Regions from separate parts of the Mus musculus genome. Here regions 1, 2, 3 and 5 are each linked to region 4. The links are chromatin contacts, called in public Hi-C and HiChIP or PLAC-seq maps. All regions are on one chromosome and are shown on one strand. Each heading gives the region's core, a stretch centred on a gene start, on an enhancer-like site or on the middle of the called end of the contact. The rest is flanking DNA. Distances are from core to core; before and after follow the strand shown. Region 1 holds the start of Entpd5 (ectonucleoside triphosphate diphosphohydrolase 5). Region 2 holds the start of Rbm25 (RNA binding motif protein 25). Region 3 has its middle 24 kb from the start of Mideas. Region 4 overlaps Gm31386 (a long non-coding RNA gene). Region 5 holds the start of Ptgr2 (prostaglandin reductase 2).

Region 1 (2,700 bases), core at 194-2,693, 480 kb before region 4:
GTACTTCAATTGTTGGTAACACATTATCCCAGGCTTTAAGGATGCCTGAAAAACACACACCATAGTCATTGATGCAGAGATGGGGGAAAAAAAAAGTAAGACCTTGGGAATGTAGACATGTAGAAGCAGAATGTACAGTAAGCATACATCAGGTAGAAGTAGAATGTATAATAAGCATACATTAGGAAGAAGAAGACTGAATGGTATGCATACATCAGGTAAAGTTAGAGTGCATGGTATGCATGTATCAGGTAGAAGTAGAAGTAGAATGCATGGTAAGTATACATCAAGGCCCTAGGATGGATTCAAAAGGTAAAGTCCTTTGAAATAAAGATTGCACCAGCATTAACAAAACACTGTGGTACAGAGCTGGAGAGATAGCTCAGAGATTAAGAGCACTGACTGTTCTTCCAGAGGTTCTGAGTTCAACTCCCAGCAACCACATGGTGGCTCACAACCATCTGTAATGGGATCTTCTGGAGTGTGCCTAAAGACAGCATACAGTGTATGCATATAAATAAAAATAAACAAATCTTTTTTAAAAAGAAAGTTACTCTCTTAAGTTACTTTGCTGGAGATGGTACCTAGGACCCTGCACAAGAAGCACTCTATCACTGAACTACACTCAGACTTGTTTTTAAAGACGAGGTCTCCATATGTAGCAGTGGCTGTGATCTCCCTGCCTCAGCCTCCAGAGCAATGCGACCAGAGGTGTGTGTTACTTAACTTGTCTCCAGAGAATTCACATTACAGTCACAAGCTTAAGCGATCCCTTTGCATTTCTCATCTACGGCGTTGAACTCCTTGTGTGACTCCAAAGTCCTGAGGAACCATCCTGTAGCCCAGTCATTCTATTGACATTCTAGCAACAATTCCTAGGGACCATCCATGGGGTTAGCGCTATAGCTGTTCACTCTGTGTCTCTGTGTGTGGTGTTTGTGTGTGTACTGATCCGTCCAGTTAAATCATTTCGCGTGCTCCCTTTGATCCCAAGAGGATTCCTGAATGACCCAAGGAACAACTTTAACCACTCAGACAAGAGCTAGAATAGAAAAGAATGTGTTTATATCAGTCTCACAATGGAGAGCTCTCAGATCTTAGGGCCAATCAAGAATGAACAGGAGCTGTCCACAAAAGCCTGACAGAGGCATCCAGTTAGCGCCGCAAAATGACAAGGGTAGGCAGGGGGAACGGGGAGCCTCTGCGCTGCTCTTACTTTGGTTCTTTGCCTTTGTTTTTGCCTTTCCTCTTGTCTTTCCTCTTGTCTTTCCTCTTGTCCTTCGCCGGCATCTTGACTTCTGCGGGAGTCTCACCGTGCTGGTGTCCTGGTGGCCGCCACCTGGGCCGACTCCGTCTCTAAGGAAACCACCACGCCGAAGGGCTAACGTCCTCCGCGCCGTTGAGGGCACGCGGAGGGCGCACGCGCGTGACGTGACCGCGGCGAGGGGCGGGGCGGAGATCGCTCCGAGGCGGCGGGCGTCCGCGCCAGGGCGGCGCGCGCGGTGAGTGTGCACGAGCCTCGGCGGCGCTCCCGGGGTTGGAGCCGGGCGGGAGGCCGGGAGCTCGGCAGGGGCGGGTGTCGGGCGCGGGGCTGCGGCGTCTTAGCCTCCCACGACTTGTCTCGCGCCCCCTGAGGCTCCATGGCCGGCGGCTCTCCGACCGCCCCGCGCGCATCGGAGCGGCGCCAGTGAGGCTTGAAGCGCTTCCAGTCGGGCGGGCGGATCTTCCAAGCCTCTGGCGCGGCCACCGTGGCGGTCCTGCCCGCATCCCTGCTTCTGTCTCGGTGGCGGCGCCCTCGCTGCCCGCCTCATGCTTACCTCCCCTCCATCCTCGCTTCTGTCTCGCGGGCTCCCTGGAGGACAGTGCACCCGGGGACATCCCAGGCCAAACGCTTTCAGGGAGGCAGTTGACTTTTCCGAGGGCGGTGGCTTGAGTGAGGCTGTCAGCCTCCGAGGGTCCGCGGGCTCCGGTGCTCAGACTCTGGCTCCCCTGCCTGGAGCGGTGTGGCGGGGGGGGGGGGGGGGGATCGTTGGTCCCCGGATCTAGGTGGCAGGTGCTTGGCTCCAGCCGACCGCCAGGTTCCTGTTAGTTAACATCGCCCACATCCTCTAGTGCCTGAAGTCCCATTGCTGCAAGTTGCATAAAGTTGCAAGCACTTGCCTCGCACCCGGGTTCCCGAGGAGTAGTACTCCATCCAGTATTCTAGTTGGTTCAGAAGAGGAACCCTGTGATTATGTCTTCATTCACTGAGCGTGAGTGAGTCATTACGGAAGACAGGTATTGTGGCTGCCTTGTCAATAGGCTTGGGAGTGAAGCGCGGTTCTGCTTTATCACTCCGCTTCAAATTTCATTTAACATTTATTTTGAAACATCATTGTTAGAACTCCTCCTCCCCTCTCTCTAGGGAGACCTTAGTTACTAAGCCCCTAACTGTAAGGTGACATCTTTGACCTCTAAATCTCTCTTTTCCCACCTCATCCCCCCCCCAGAGGGCGTGGTTTGTGTGGTTTGTAAATTTTGCGGTTAGAGTAAGCAAGTAGATTTGATGAGAGACCTTGGAAACCGTTTGAACCTTCTGCTAGCACGGCTATGGCCTATTTTGACTATATTTCTGGTGACATGCCATGAACTTATGAGTAGAATCACCTCTACATCATGTACCTTCCCTTAGATAATGTACATTACCTCTGAGAAGCAATC
Region 2 (2,700 bases), core at 169-2,668, 300 kb after region 4:
ACATTGTCTGCTTGAATCACAACTGAGCAATTGAATGTCTTATGAGAACACTGAACTCTTTGAAATATCTTTTATAAAAAAATTAAAGTTCTCACAAAATTACATTCGTGGTGTGAATACTCCCCGTTAAACTATCAACCTTTCTTAAATCTATATACAGGCTTACAAGAATCAATATCATACAGCGACCCTCTTACTTGTGGGGAAAAAAAACAAGAGATTTTTAAACTGAAGAGAAACTGAAATTGAGGGTGCTCACAGACAACACACAAAAAAACTGTTTATACAATACTGCCTCTACCTGATTCACCTTATTTCACTAAAGCACTATGATACAAGAGAAGCCCAATCTTTTCCCTCCTTTTGGTCGGCTTTACTCTGACCTGTATCAAAATGGCATTTCCACGTCAATATAAATCCATTATTACATAACTTCAAGATAACCTTCATACTCTTATTTCGAAAACTGTATTTAAAAATCAATACTGAAAACAAAAGGAGGGCAGCATATTTTAATATGAAGAAGGCTGGTGCCGCCTAGAATGAATGGAGAGATCCTTTACAGCATCCCTCCCAATCGGAAAGGGGATCAGACGGTGAAACTCATCACTAGCTCCAACAAGCAGGAAAGGTGCTTTAAAACCAAAAAAGTGGCCACTCGATAAACTCAAGGAGGGGTGGGGCCCGTTCTTTTGGCGGCTGGCACTAGACTACCAGACAGAAAAGAAATCCGTTGGTGGCCCGCACCTCGCTCCAAGAGTGGGCGCAGGCTACTTTCAAGGCGCAGCCTGGAGGCACTTGAGTCCTCGGCCCCGGAAACCTACTGAGAGGTGGCTCTGGAGGCCCCGAGGAGACAAGGGCCTCCGGGCCGACCGATCCTAGCCCTGGCTAAGACAGGAGCCCCGTCAGGGCCCGAGGCGATTCGCTCCCAAACTGAAACGGAAGCCAATAGACAAAGTGGGCGACAAAAAATAAAATAAAATTCCCGGAGGACCGCTCCGGCCGTGGGCCCGGCCTCCCCGGGCTCCTGGTTCACTGGTTTTTCCGAGGCCTTGGAGGGGAAGAGAAGCCCGAGCCGCGTGCCCGTCCCCTCCCCCACCCCGCCCCGTCTCCCCACCCCCCCCCACCCCCCACCCCGCTGGGCCTCCACAGCGGCCCTGGCTTCTCCGCCGCCGCCTCCTCCTCCCGCAGCTGAGGTAGCAGGTCGAGCGGTTTCCTCACGCGTTCGGAAGCGTGGACTCACCCGCCGCTAAGAAAACGGTACTGTCTTCGCGGCCTCTGGGCGTCAGGTGATGGAGTGGGGCTCCACCGGTTCGAGGTGTCTGCGCGCCGCCCGACTCTAGAGACTGGTTCCGAAGCGCCTACTCGCCTAGGCCGCAAAACACAGCCGCGCTGCGCGGGGAGCTCCTGGAGGGCTTCCTCTTGCCCGGCGTGCACTGCGCCAGGAGGCGTGGAAAGGGATAACCATAGAGAAGGTGATGCCTAGATAGTCTCCGCCGTCGCCTCTGACTCATTAAGTACAGAGGGATGACCATAGAGTGGGATTGTCTAGTGGGACCTAGAGAGGCTCGAGCTGTAAATTACCACCCACCCTGCCATTTTTGATTGGAGCCGATTGAATCTTATGACTGTGCGACGCCATCTTGAGGTCAAGGTTCCGGCTGGTTACTCGCGCGGGGCTTGTTACAGGTTTTCTCACATTTTTTGGTAGTTCGTTTTCCAGGAATTAGAACCTTGGTCTCCTGATTCTTGGAGGTTCGATGACCTGATACCTGGGCGGGACCGAGAACCTCAATAGAAAGCCCAGATGTCATTTGTTCTTCGCAAAGTACTGCTCACACCAAGAAATAACTGGCAACGGCTATATTGGGTTTTTTGGACTTTTTGTGCGTACACACACTATATCTTAGGCGAGGTAACAGGGTCAAAGAGGTAACTAGATGCTTGGTATCTTCAGAAACCTGTAAGAATATTTAATGCAACTTTCCGCAGTGTGCGAATGACTAAAAATACTAAAACAGTGAAAATGAATACTCACAAATTACTGGGTTATCCAAATTATGGAATTTATAAGCAGTATCTGCTGCTTTTGTTTCCTGTTACTCAGAAGGATTTTATAATTCGTTTACAAGGAGCTTGTCTCTCTGAAGGTGGAGAGTGAGATTTATTCCTGTCCTGGGAGAGCTGGAGTCCTGGGATAACAAATAGCAAACCTTGGTTGGTTAGTGTATTAGTCAGGGTTCTCTAGAGTCACAGAACTTATGGATAATTTCTAAATAGTAAAGGAATTTATTGATGACTTACAGTCGGCAGCCCAATTCCCAACAATGGTTCAGTCGCAGCTGTGAATGGAAGTCCAAGGATCTAGCAGTTACTCAGTCTCACGCAGCAAGCAGGCGAAGGAGCAAGAGCAAGAGCTAGAGCTAGACTCCCTTCTTCCAATGTCCTTATATTGTCTCCAGCAAAAGGTGTAGCCCAGATTAAAGGTGTGTTCCACCACACCTTTAATCCCAGATGAAAGGCATAGCCCAGATTAAAGGTGTGTTCCTTAACTCGGAGATTCAATCTTCTGGAATCCATAGCCACTATGGCTCAAGATCTTCAAACCAAGATCCAGATAAGGATCTCCAAGCCTCCAGATAAGGGTCACTGGTGAGCCTTCCAATTCCGAATTGTAGTTCATTCCAAATATTGTCAAGT
Region 3 (2,972 bases), core at 131-2,630, 310 kb before region 4:
CACCAACCAAACAACTAACCAAACAAACAAAACCACTGTATTCCTTAATCCCAGTGCTCAGGAAGCAGAAGCAGGCAGATCTCTGAGTTCAGGCTTGTCAGCAAGGGCCTTTACTTGCCGAACCATCTCACCACTAGCCCAGTTTTTGTAGTTTTTAACAGATGGGTTAGTTTGTACATGCTTGCCCCAGGGAGTGGCACTATTTGGAAGTTTGGCCTTGTTGGAGTAGGTGTGTCACTATGGGTGTGGGCTTTAATATCCTTGTCCTAGCTGCCTGGAAGCCAGTTTTCTGTTTGCCTTCAGAACAATATGGTTGAACTCTCAGCTCCTTCTACCCTGTGCCTGCCTAGGTACTGCTATACTCCTGCCTTGATGATAATGGACTGAACCTGTGAACCAACCCCAGTTAAATGCTGTCCTTATAAGAGTTGCCTTGGTCATGGTGTCTGTGAACAGCAGTAAAATCCTAACTAAGGCTACAGACATTACAGAATCCATGTGTCCATGTGTGCAGATCCTCACTTCTTTCTTTCCTCCATGCCCCTTACAGCATACCTACTGTGAACCAAGTGTCCATGAGCAGCCTCACCCTGTCCTCCCCACACTTGCAGTCTTTATAGAAGAATAGTTTTCATGCCTTCCTCAGACCATCAGAACCATGCCAGGGGAGTAATATATATGGTTATATGAGAGGGGATTAAGTCTGTTTTTGTTCTAACTCCTCTGCCCCTAACATTTTATTAAGAGGTTCAATGAGATGTGCCAACAGCCAGTAAGGTGAGGATGCGAAGGGACACTGCCATCCAGATATAAGAGCTAAAACAACTTACTGTGTCACCATTGCACGAGGAAATCCTTTAACCTAATGCCCAAATGTTCTCAGGGGTACTGATGCTCAGTGTACTCAGGGGTACTGATGCTCAGTGTTCACGTGTGTACTGATGCCCAGTGTTCTCAGGAGTGCTGGTGCCCAATGTTCACAGGGGTAATGATGCCCAGTGTCCTCATGGGTACTGGTGACCAATGTCCTCATGGGTACTGGTGACCAGTGTCCTCATGGGTACTGGTGCCTAGTGTTCTCATGGGTATCCTTTTTCTCAGCTTCCTTCTATGTGTTTCCTGCCTGATAGAGGAACAGCATGAAGGCAACAACACCATTTGCCTATATCTTGAGTGGCACAGAATTCAGACCATCCCAAAGAGCCAGTCCTCCCTAGAGGGACCTTGGCCACCTTCACTGCTACCCCTGACTCTGTCAGAGTTTCTTTCCAACATGGTCCTTTAACTGGGACATACGTCTTTTTGCAGCCTCTGTCAGAGATCACGAGGCACACCACACTAGAGACATCACAGAGCTGAGTTGCAAGTGAAAACAGGAAGTGGCCCAGGCTTTCCTCCACAGGGGGAAGTGAGCCTCTACACCTGAGAAAGTGACTCTGATGTATCTACGTCAGGGAACTTGCTTCTCCGTCTGAAACATTCCCTCCTTGTGGGCAAAATTGGCAAAGGCTAAAATGCATGTTCCAGTGTGTGTGTGTGTGTGTGTGTGTGTGTGTGTGTGTGTGACACATTTCATGACTACGTTTGTCACACGTATCAGAGGACCCACCATCTCTGCAAAGGACCAAGGCAGCCCTACCAAGGCCAATTCATTTGCACCTCACTTGTGTCCCGGGTACATATGAAGTTACTTCAATAGGCAGCGAGAAACAGAACCATTGTCTTTACCCTATGGCTGCAACTATCAACCTGCGGATCACAACCCCTTGCACGGGGGTCACATATCCAATATCCTGCATATCAGATATTTACATTATGATTCGTAACAGTAGCAAAATTACTGCTATGAAGTAGCAACAAAATAACATTATAACCATAACCATGTCATAACCCTTACCCTATGGGCTCATGGTAAGTAAGGTTGCAGAGATGAACAGAAGCTCTGTGACCATGATCTGAAGTATGCTCGCCACCCTGGGAGATCTTGGAGCTCTAGCGCAGCTTCCAAGTCAGCTTGCTTAAAAACATTCTAAGCAGGCAAAGACAGCCATATACCATGCCATCCCTGTGCTGACTAGTTTTCCTGTCAACCTGATACAAGCATTTTGAAGAGGAACCTCAAGTGAGAAAAAGCCTCCAGAAATCAGGTTGTAGGCAGGCCTATATGGCATTCTCTTAATTAATGATTATAGAGAAGGACCCAGCCCATTGTAGGTGTTGCCATCCCTGGGCTGGTGGTCCTGGGTTTGTAATATCCAAAATAAATTCAAGACTACCCAGTACCTTCCCTCTTCAAAAGGACTTTCCAAACTGTACTAGCAGGTCAAGTACAGAGTCAGATAAAAGGCTGGCTGACTAAACAAATATAGAAACATAGTTTTAACGGTCAAAAACAAAATTAACAATTTCCCGGCCCCACCTCACACTAAAAACCATAAGGACACACAAAATGAGAGTCACCCTATACAAACCGACCAATGTCTAAAAAGGTTATTTGCTACACCAATTAAAATAAGCCAAACTACCCTGGTGCCTATATCCGGCCCTTACAAGGTATAAAAAGTGTGTTCTTTCTATGTTCTGTGTCTCTCCTCTGGCCTGCGTACTGAGAGAGGGTTCCCTAACATGTTGGATAAGTAAAATCCTCATGCGTTTTGCAACGACGGCAGTCTCTGTGGTCTTTGTGCGTGAGGGTCTTTTGACAAGCTACAACAGGTTCTATAAGAAAACAAGCTGGGGGGCTGGTGAGATGGCTCAGCGGTTAAGAGCACCTATTGCTCTTCTGAAGGTCCTAAGTTCAAATCCCAGCAACCACATGGTGGCTCACAATCATCCATAATGAGATCTGATACCCTCTTCTAGAGTGTCTGAAGACAGCTACAGTGTACTTACATATAACAATAAATAAATCTTAAAAAAAAGAAAACAAGCTGAATAAACCACGATGAGCAAGCCAGTAAGCAGCACCCCTC
Region 4 (2,721 bases), core at 206-2,705:
GCTGATTATGGGATGGATCCCAGGGGTGGGGTAGTCTCTGGATAGTCTATCCTTTTGTCTTAGCTCCAAACTTTGTCTCTGTAACTCCTTTCATGGGTATTTTGTTCCCTATTATAAGGAGGAATGAAGTATCCACCTATTGGTCTTCCCTCTTCTTGACTTTCTTGTGTTTTGCAAGTTGTATCTTGGAAGTTCTATGTTTCTGGGCTAATATCCACTTATCAGTGAGTGCATATCTAATGACTTCTTTTGTGATTGGGTTACCTCACTAAAGATGATATCCTCCAGATACATCTATTTGTCCAAGAATTTCATAAATTCATTGTTTTTAATAGCTGAGTAGTACTCCATTGTGTAAATGTACCACATTTTCTGTATCCATTCTTCTGTTGAGGGATATCTGGGTTCTTTCCAGCTTCTGACTATTATAAATAAGGCTGCTATGAACATAGTAGAGCATGTGTTCTTATTACCAGTTGGAACTTCTTCTGGGTATATGTCCAGGAGAGGTATTGCTGGATCTTCCGGTAGTATTATGTCCAATTTTCTGAGGAACCTCCAGACTGACTTCCAGAATGGTTGTACAAGCTTGCAATCCCACCAGCAATGGAGGAGTGTTCCTCTTTCTCCACATCCTCGCCAGCATCTGCTGTCACCTGAATTTTTGATCTTAGCCATTCTGACTGGTGTGAGTTGGAATCTTAAGGTTGTTTTGATTTGCATTTCCCTGATGATTAAGGATGTTGAACATTTTTTTCAGGTGCTTCTCAGCCATTCAGTATTCCTCAGGTGAGAATTCTTTGTTTAGCTCTGAACCCCATTTTTAATGGGGTTATTTGAATTTCTGGAGTCCAGCTTCTTGAGCTCTTTGTATATATTGAATATTAGTCCCTTATCAGACTTAGGATTGGTAAAAATCCTTTCCCAATCTGTTGGTGGCCTTTTTGTCTTATTGACAGTGTCTTTTGCCTTACAGAAGCTTTGCAATTTTATGAGGTCCCATTTGTCAATTCTTGATCTTACAGCACAAGCCATTGCTGTTCTGTTTAGGATTTTTTCTCCTGTGCCCATATCTTCGAGGCTTTTCCCCACTTTCTCCTCTATTAATTTCAGTGTCTCTGTTTTTATGTGGGACAAAATACTTCTAAGAAATGCTAAAGAATAATAAAGGATGGTGAGATACCCACCGTCAACCTCTGGGCTCCATACACATGTGCACATGCACACATGTGCACATGCACACACACCTCATGCTCATATAACCTTACACAGAGAAGAAAGAAAAGCAAGCCTCTGCTGTTATTTCTAAAATCTGAACCAATTCTCTAAGCTATTGGCATGGTCTGTGTCTGGGGATGGGAAATAGATTTGTGCGTCTCCATTTGAGTGACAACATCCTTTTTATCTCTTGCTGATAAAAGACAATGATGTTCTTTCACAGGAAACTAACAGGAAAAGAAAGAAAGCCTACCACTGAGTACACTTCCTGAGGGTGAAAGCAAGCCGTGGCTGCTCTCACTGAGGGTAGGAAAAAGCTGAAAAAATAAACTCAGCATCCCCATGTGGAGTCAGTCTTCTTCCCCTTCTAAAATTGGCCAGTCTGAAGGGACAGACAGAGGTCTTCTCAAAATATTAAGAGGTATTGAAACTCACTAATCTCTTCTGTCTCAAACAGAGGAAACTTAGAAAGGAAGATAAGAGTCTTTGGAAAGAGGAACTTGACATTGGTACATACCTTCCCTTTAAGCTTCAGGTCCATTCCCAGCAACTTCTGCTTTGACTCTGTGTACAAATGTAGTAATGTTTAGGAATGTGTCAAGGGGAGAAGCAGCCAGGGTTAGAGGTGTTCAGAAAAACCTGTGTGCTTTAAAAAAACAAAGATTCCCCCCACAAACAAACAAAAACAAGGTCTCAACAAAAAGCAGACTGGCCTTGAACTTGATATGCAGATAAAGATGAACTTGAACTTCTGATCCTCTCCCTTCAGCCTCCAGAATGCTGAGATTGCAGGAGAGCACCGCCACACCTAGTTTACACAGAGCTTTGTGCATGCTAGGTGGGCCAGCTATTGACCCAGCTCTATTCCTAGCCCCACAGGTGCCTTGATTTTGAGGCAAAGGTATAAAATAGCATTATCTGGGAGTATTTATTGAGCTTTAAGGTACAACACTTAGCAGATGTTGCTAGAGATGACTCTGGATGTGGAGCCAGCTCCAATATAAAGTGCTTACTTGTGTGGATAGTATAACACAGTAGAATTAACACGGGAAATGTAGATGATAGAGGAGGAAAGGTGGGAGGGGGATGAGGGGGAGGGGGATGAAGAGGGAAGGGGGAGGGAAGGGGAAAGGGGAGAAGGTTTGAATAGCTATCCTGGCAGGAAGAAAGGAGTTAGGATGAATTGCAAAGACTTGGACTTTTGTCTGTCTACAGCAGAAGTTCTCAGCCTTGGGTCACAGCCCCTACAGGGTTTCTAGATCAGATATCCTGCATACCAGATATTTATGATTCCTAACAGTAGCAAAATTATAGTAATGAAGTAGCAACAAAATAATCTTATGGTTGGGGTCACCACAATGTAAGGAATTATATTAAAGGGCATGAGGAAGGTTAAGAACCACTGATCTAGGTGTTTTGTTTTTTTTCTTCTTCTTAATTTATGCTTGTGTTGTGCAAGCACATGCCATCATCATGTATGTGAAAGTCAGAGAACAAGGTTCA
Region 5 (2,705 bases), core at 67-2,566, 360 kb before region 4:
ACAAACAAACAAACAAACAAACAAAATCAACCATGACTTACTCACAGGTTCTCCATCTAAAATAAAGATCACATTCAAGACCTGAAGGGCAGTGGGTTAGGAGGCATCATAATGGAGGCAGAGCTGAGTAGACCTCAGTAAACCCCATTTGCTGTTAAATTAAAGTGGGTTTCTAATTGATTCGACCATTCTAAAATACCACCAAAAGATCTGGTTCAATGACAGTCATTAAAAATACGCCTTAAGCATCTGTGTAGCAGACTATTGTAAGGAAAAGCTCACTGAACTCACAAGGGCAAAGGACATGTTCTGTTTCTAGCTGGGTGGGACCTCGGAGGGGTCATATAGTTTATTTCCTGAATGTTTCCAGGCATCCCAGAACTGGGTGAGTTGACATGCTCTAGCATGGTAGCGTCTTACATTTGTAATCCCAGTTATTGGGCAGATGGAATACAGACGGCAAATTCAAGGCCAGCCTGGGCAAATTAGTGAGAACCTGTCCCAAAATAAAAATGAAAAACAGTCTGGCAATATAGCCCAGTAGTAAAAACCTCTTGCCCAGCATGCATAGGGGAGGTGGAAGGCTGATCTTGGACTCAATTCCCAATACAGAAGAAAATAAATTATTAATCAGCTTGCTTAAATACAACTCCGTCCTCAAACACCACCGCCATGAAGTTGCAAACATGCTATCCTTTTCACAGACGCCATACAGGGGCTGAATAACTTGTCCAAGGTCGCACAACTTATCCCCAATATCTTTTAATAAAACACACTTCCTGTTTAGCCGTACTTTGTTCAACCATTCTGCCACAAAGGGCTCTGCTGACCTTCCCTGTGCTGTCTATGCCATCGTGTGCAAATGTCCACCTCAGAAAGCCAACCTTCCTCTATGGCTCCCACGACTAACCACTTTCACAGAAATTACTAGTAATCTCACATTTTCAAGCCGACTTCCTGGATCCTCAGCACCAAGAGGATCAAAACCTCTTGGTGCTGAGGTTTTTCAACATGACATAAGTATACCCCTATGCGTGGCACACAGTAGGCGCTCAATAGATGTTCAAATCTGAAGCACCTCAAACACAGTCGCGCCCAAACTTCACCCTCGGAATTCTTACAAAACGGAGAGCACCTGTTACGGGGCATTCCCTAGTCTAGCGTCCCAAGCTATACCGCCGGTGTCGCCCGGAGCTCGAGGAGGACGCCCACAGGTCACCCTGGCTCGGCACTTCCTCCTTTTCTGCGGGCTTAATCCAGCTTCCGGTGCAGCGATACAGTGGCCCCCCTGCGTGTCTGTCAGTTTGAGATCTCGCGGGATTTGATGAACAGCGAAGGGTCAGCTGGCGGCACGACCTTAGCCCTAGGACCACACTGCGCAAGCGCAGGACTAAGCCGGCCTCCTTGCCCTCTCGTCTCCTAGGGCCGGGGTTTTGAAGTTCATACGCGATCCTTTGGTCCCCAAGGTTGGTGAGAATCACAGGATACGTTGCTAGTCTAGGCAAGGAGTATCCATAAGTTAACCTCATTAGGGCTCCGTGGCCGACCCCGCCTCCAGGACCAAGAGAGCAAATTAACTAATGACTTCAGATCAAGTCCCCTGTGTCCTCTTGTGCCCCCAGAGGTTGAACCCGCGTCCTGGCACGGTCTAGGCAGACGCCCTGACAGCCAGCCCCAGCCTCTGGAAGAAACTTGATTCATGTTAGATTCACTGAGTCTTAGGTTGGGGAATCACAGTGAGAAATAGCATCAAGTCTAACCCTTGTTTTGTAGGTGAACAAGCTGAGATCTAGAGGACTAAAGCAGCGGTTCTCAACCTTCCTAATGCTGTGACCCTCGTGCGTGGTGACCCCCCCAACCATAAAATTATTTTCATTGCTACTTCATAATTGTTATTTTGCTATTGTTTCGACCCGTAATGGAAATGTTTTCCGATGGTCTAAGGGGACCCCAAGAAGCTAGAAACTCATGGTTTGAGAACCACTTGACTAGTCACTATCGGGTGTGGTTTGTTTCTAGAATAACTTGGGATCTCCAGGAACTGCAAACCCTAACGGACTTAATCAAGCGGCTGTAGGAATCGCCCTTAGCACTGTATTCCAGCAAGGGCTAATCGCGGAGCTCTAACTCTGGTATAAAGAGTAGCTGAAAAATACCAGTACCGCCGGCAAATGGGCAGCCATCAGATGGACTGGAGGCCCGGGTAACAGAACATCTGAACATTTTCACTTCGTTTGGAAAACTTGAAGAATGGGGTAGGAGACTGTTACCACATTCCAAATAACTTTCCAGCAGGATCTGATCTCTTGGTGGTCAGCTGAGTGAACCAGAGAAAGAGGAAACGCTCAAAAACAATAAAAGTGATAGCAGAAAACAGAGGGAGACTATAGATTACATCTAAAACTCAAAGAGAAGAAACTTAGTTTGGGCCCTTTTTGATGTGAAGTCCCCTTTTCTCCAGGTCTCAGATGTTCAAAAACTGCATGGAGGAGTTCAGGTTTATTTATTTTCCTCCCTTCTGAATTTTCTCTTCACACTAAGGGTTACAGTCGTTTGTATGACTTGAGTTGTACCATGTATCATATGGGTATTTTTTTCCTGATATGGTTTTATTTTTATTTTTTGTGGTGTGGTGTGGTGCGGTTTGGTTTGCATCACGGTGCCGCTACATAGGCCTGGGTATCCTGGACCTCACTCTGTAGGCC

The links. A called contact is a pair of places that touch in the nucleus more often than the background predicts. HiChIP or PLAC-seq counts read pairs in DNA pulled down with a chosen protein or histone mark.
Region 1: a contact with region 4 is called in an H3K27ac HiChIP or PLAC-seq map of microglia, with 8 times the contacts expected there. The contact joins the promoter of Entpd5 here to the enhancer-like site in region 4. A contact is called at or near these places in 7 of 39 promoter capture datasets (cranial neural crest, hematopoietic stem and progenitor cells, hippocampal neurons and 3 more), 3 of 484 Hi-C or Micro-C datasets (B cells, CD4 T cells and natural killer cells), 3 of 115 datasets of contacts at active chromatin or transcription factors (the SCID.adh cell line, microglia and pancreatic cancer cells) and 1 of 9 other capture datasets (adipose tissue).
Region 2: a contact with region 4 is called in a Hi-C map of erythroblasts, with 2.8 times the contacts expected there. The contact joins the promoter of Rbm25 here to the enhancer-like site in region 4. A contact is called at or near these places in 10 of 39 promoter capture datasets (the 3T3-L1 cell line, the HPC-7 cell line, cranial neural crest and 7 more), 7 of 484 Hi-C or Micro-C datasets (B cells, CD4 T cells, the G1E-ER4 cell line and 4 more), 5 of 115 datasets of contacts at active chromatin or transcription factors (the 230-238 cell line, effector CD8 T cells, embryonic stem cells and 2 more) and 3 of 9 other capture datasets (adipose tissue, liver and pancreatic islet).
Region 3: a contact with region 4 is called in an H3K27ac HiChIP or PLAC-seq map of double positive thymocytes, with 2.1 times the contacts expected there. The contact joins two enhancer-like sites. A contact is called at or near these places in 1 of 39 promoter capture datasets (embryonic stem cells), 1 of 484 Hi-C or Micro-C datasets (embryonic stem cells), 5 of 115 datasets of contacts at active chromatin or transcription factors (the SCID.adh cell line, T-cell acute lymphoblastic leukemia, double positive thymocytes and 2 more) and 2 of 9 other capture datasets (embryonic stem cells and pancreatic islet).
Region 5: a contact with region 4 is called in an H3K4me3 HiChIP or PLAC-seq map of bone marrow-derived macrophages, with 4 times the contacts expected there. The contact joins the promoter of Ptgr2 here to the enhancer-like site in region 4. A contact is called at or near these places in 1 of 39 promoter capture datasets (neural stem cells), 2 of 484 Hi-C or Micro-C datasets (embryonic stem cells and muscle stem cells), 3 of 115 datasets of contacts at active chromatin or transcription factors (bone marrow-derived macrophages, embryonic stem cells and intestinal crypt epithelium) and 1 of 9 other capture datasets (adipose tissue).

The regions. Positions count from the first base shown.
Region 1 is chr12:84,407,772-84,410,471 of GRCm38.p6, reverse strand. Entpd5 (ectonucleoside triphosphate diphosphohydrolase 5) reads left to right here and starts at 1,443. Exons shown (of 16, transcript NM_001026214.2): 1 at 1,443-1,502. Bbof1 (basal body orientation factor 1) reads right to left here and starts at 1,404. Exons shown (of 12, transcript NM_028377.3): 1 at 1,217-1,404. The coding sequence starts at 1,290.
Region 2 is chr12:83,630,961-83,633,660 of GRCm38.p6, reverse strand. It overlaps Rbm25 (RNA binding motif protein 25), which reads right to left and starts at 1,418. Exons shown (of 19, transcript NM_027349.4): 1 at 1,244-1,418.
Region 3 is chr12:84,241,704-84,244,675 of GRCm38.p6, reverse strand. No RefSeq gene overlaps it. Among named protein-coding and RNA genes, the nearest start is that of Mideas, 24 kb to the right of the region's middle. Within about 2 kb of position 1,380, at least 120 of the 459 cell types and tissues checked have an H3K27ac peak or open chromatin away from gene starts, as enhancers often do. A contact at or near this core is called in the SCID.adh cell line, T-cell acute lymphoblastic leukemia, double positive thymocytes and 1 more, where this site is marked.
Region 4 is chr12:83,928,350-83,931,070 of GRCm38.p6, reverse strand. It overlaps Gm31386 (a long non-coding RNA gene), which reads right to left. Exons shown (of 3, transcript XR_381772.3): 2 at 1,736-1,782. Among named protein-coding and RNA genes, the nearest start is that of Gm31386, 7.8 kb to the right of the region's middle. Within about 2 kb of position 1,455, at least 87 of the 459 cell types and tissues checked have an H3K27ac peak or open chromatin away from gene starts, as enhancers often do. A contact at or near this core is called in B cells, the G1E-ER4 cell line, the HPC-7 cell line and 11 more, where this site is marked.
Region 5 is chr12:84,283,907-84,286,611 of GRCm38.p6, reverse strand. It overlaps Ptgr2 (prostaglandin reductase 2), which reads right to left and starts at 1,316. Exons shown (of 10, transcript NM_029880.3): 1 at 1,136-1,316.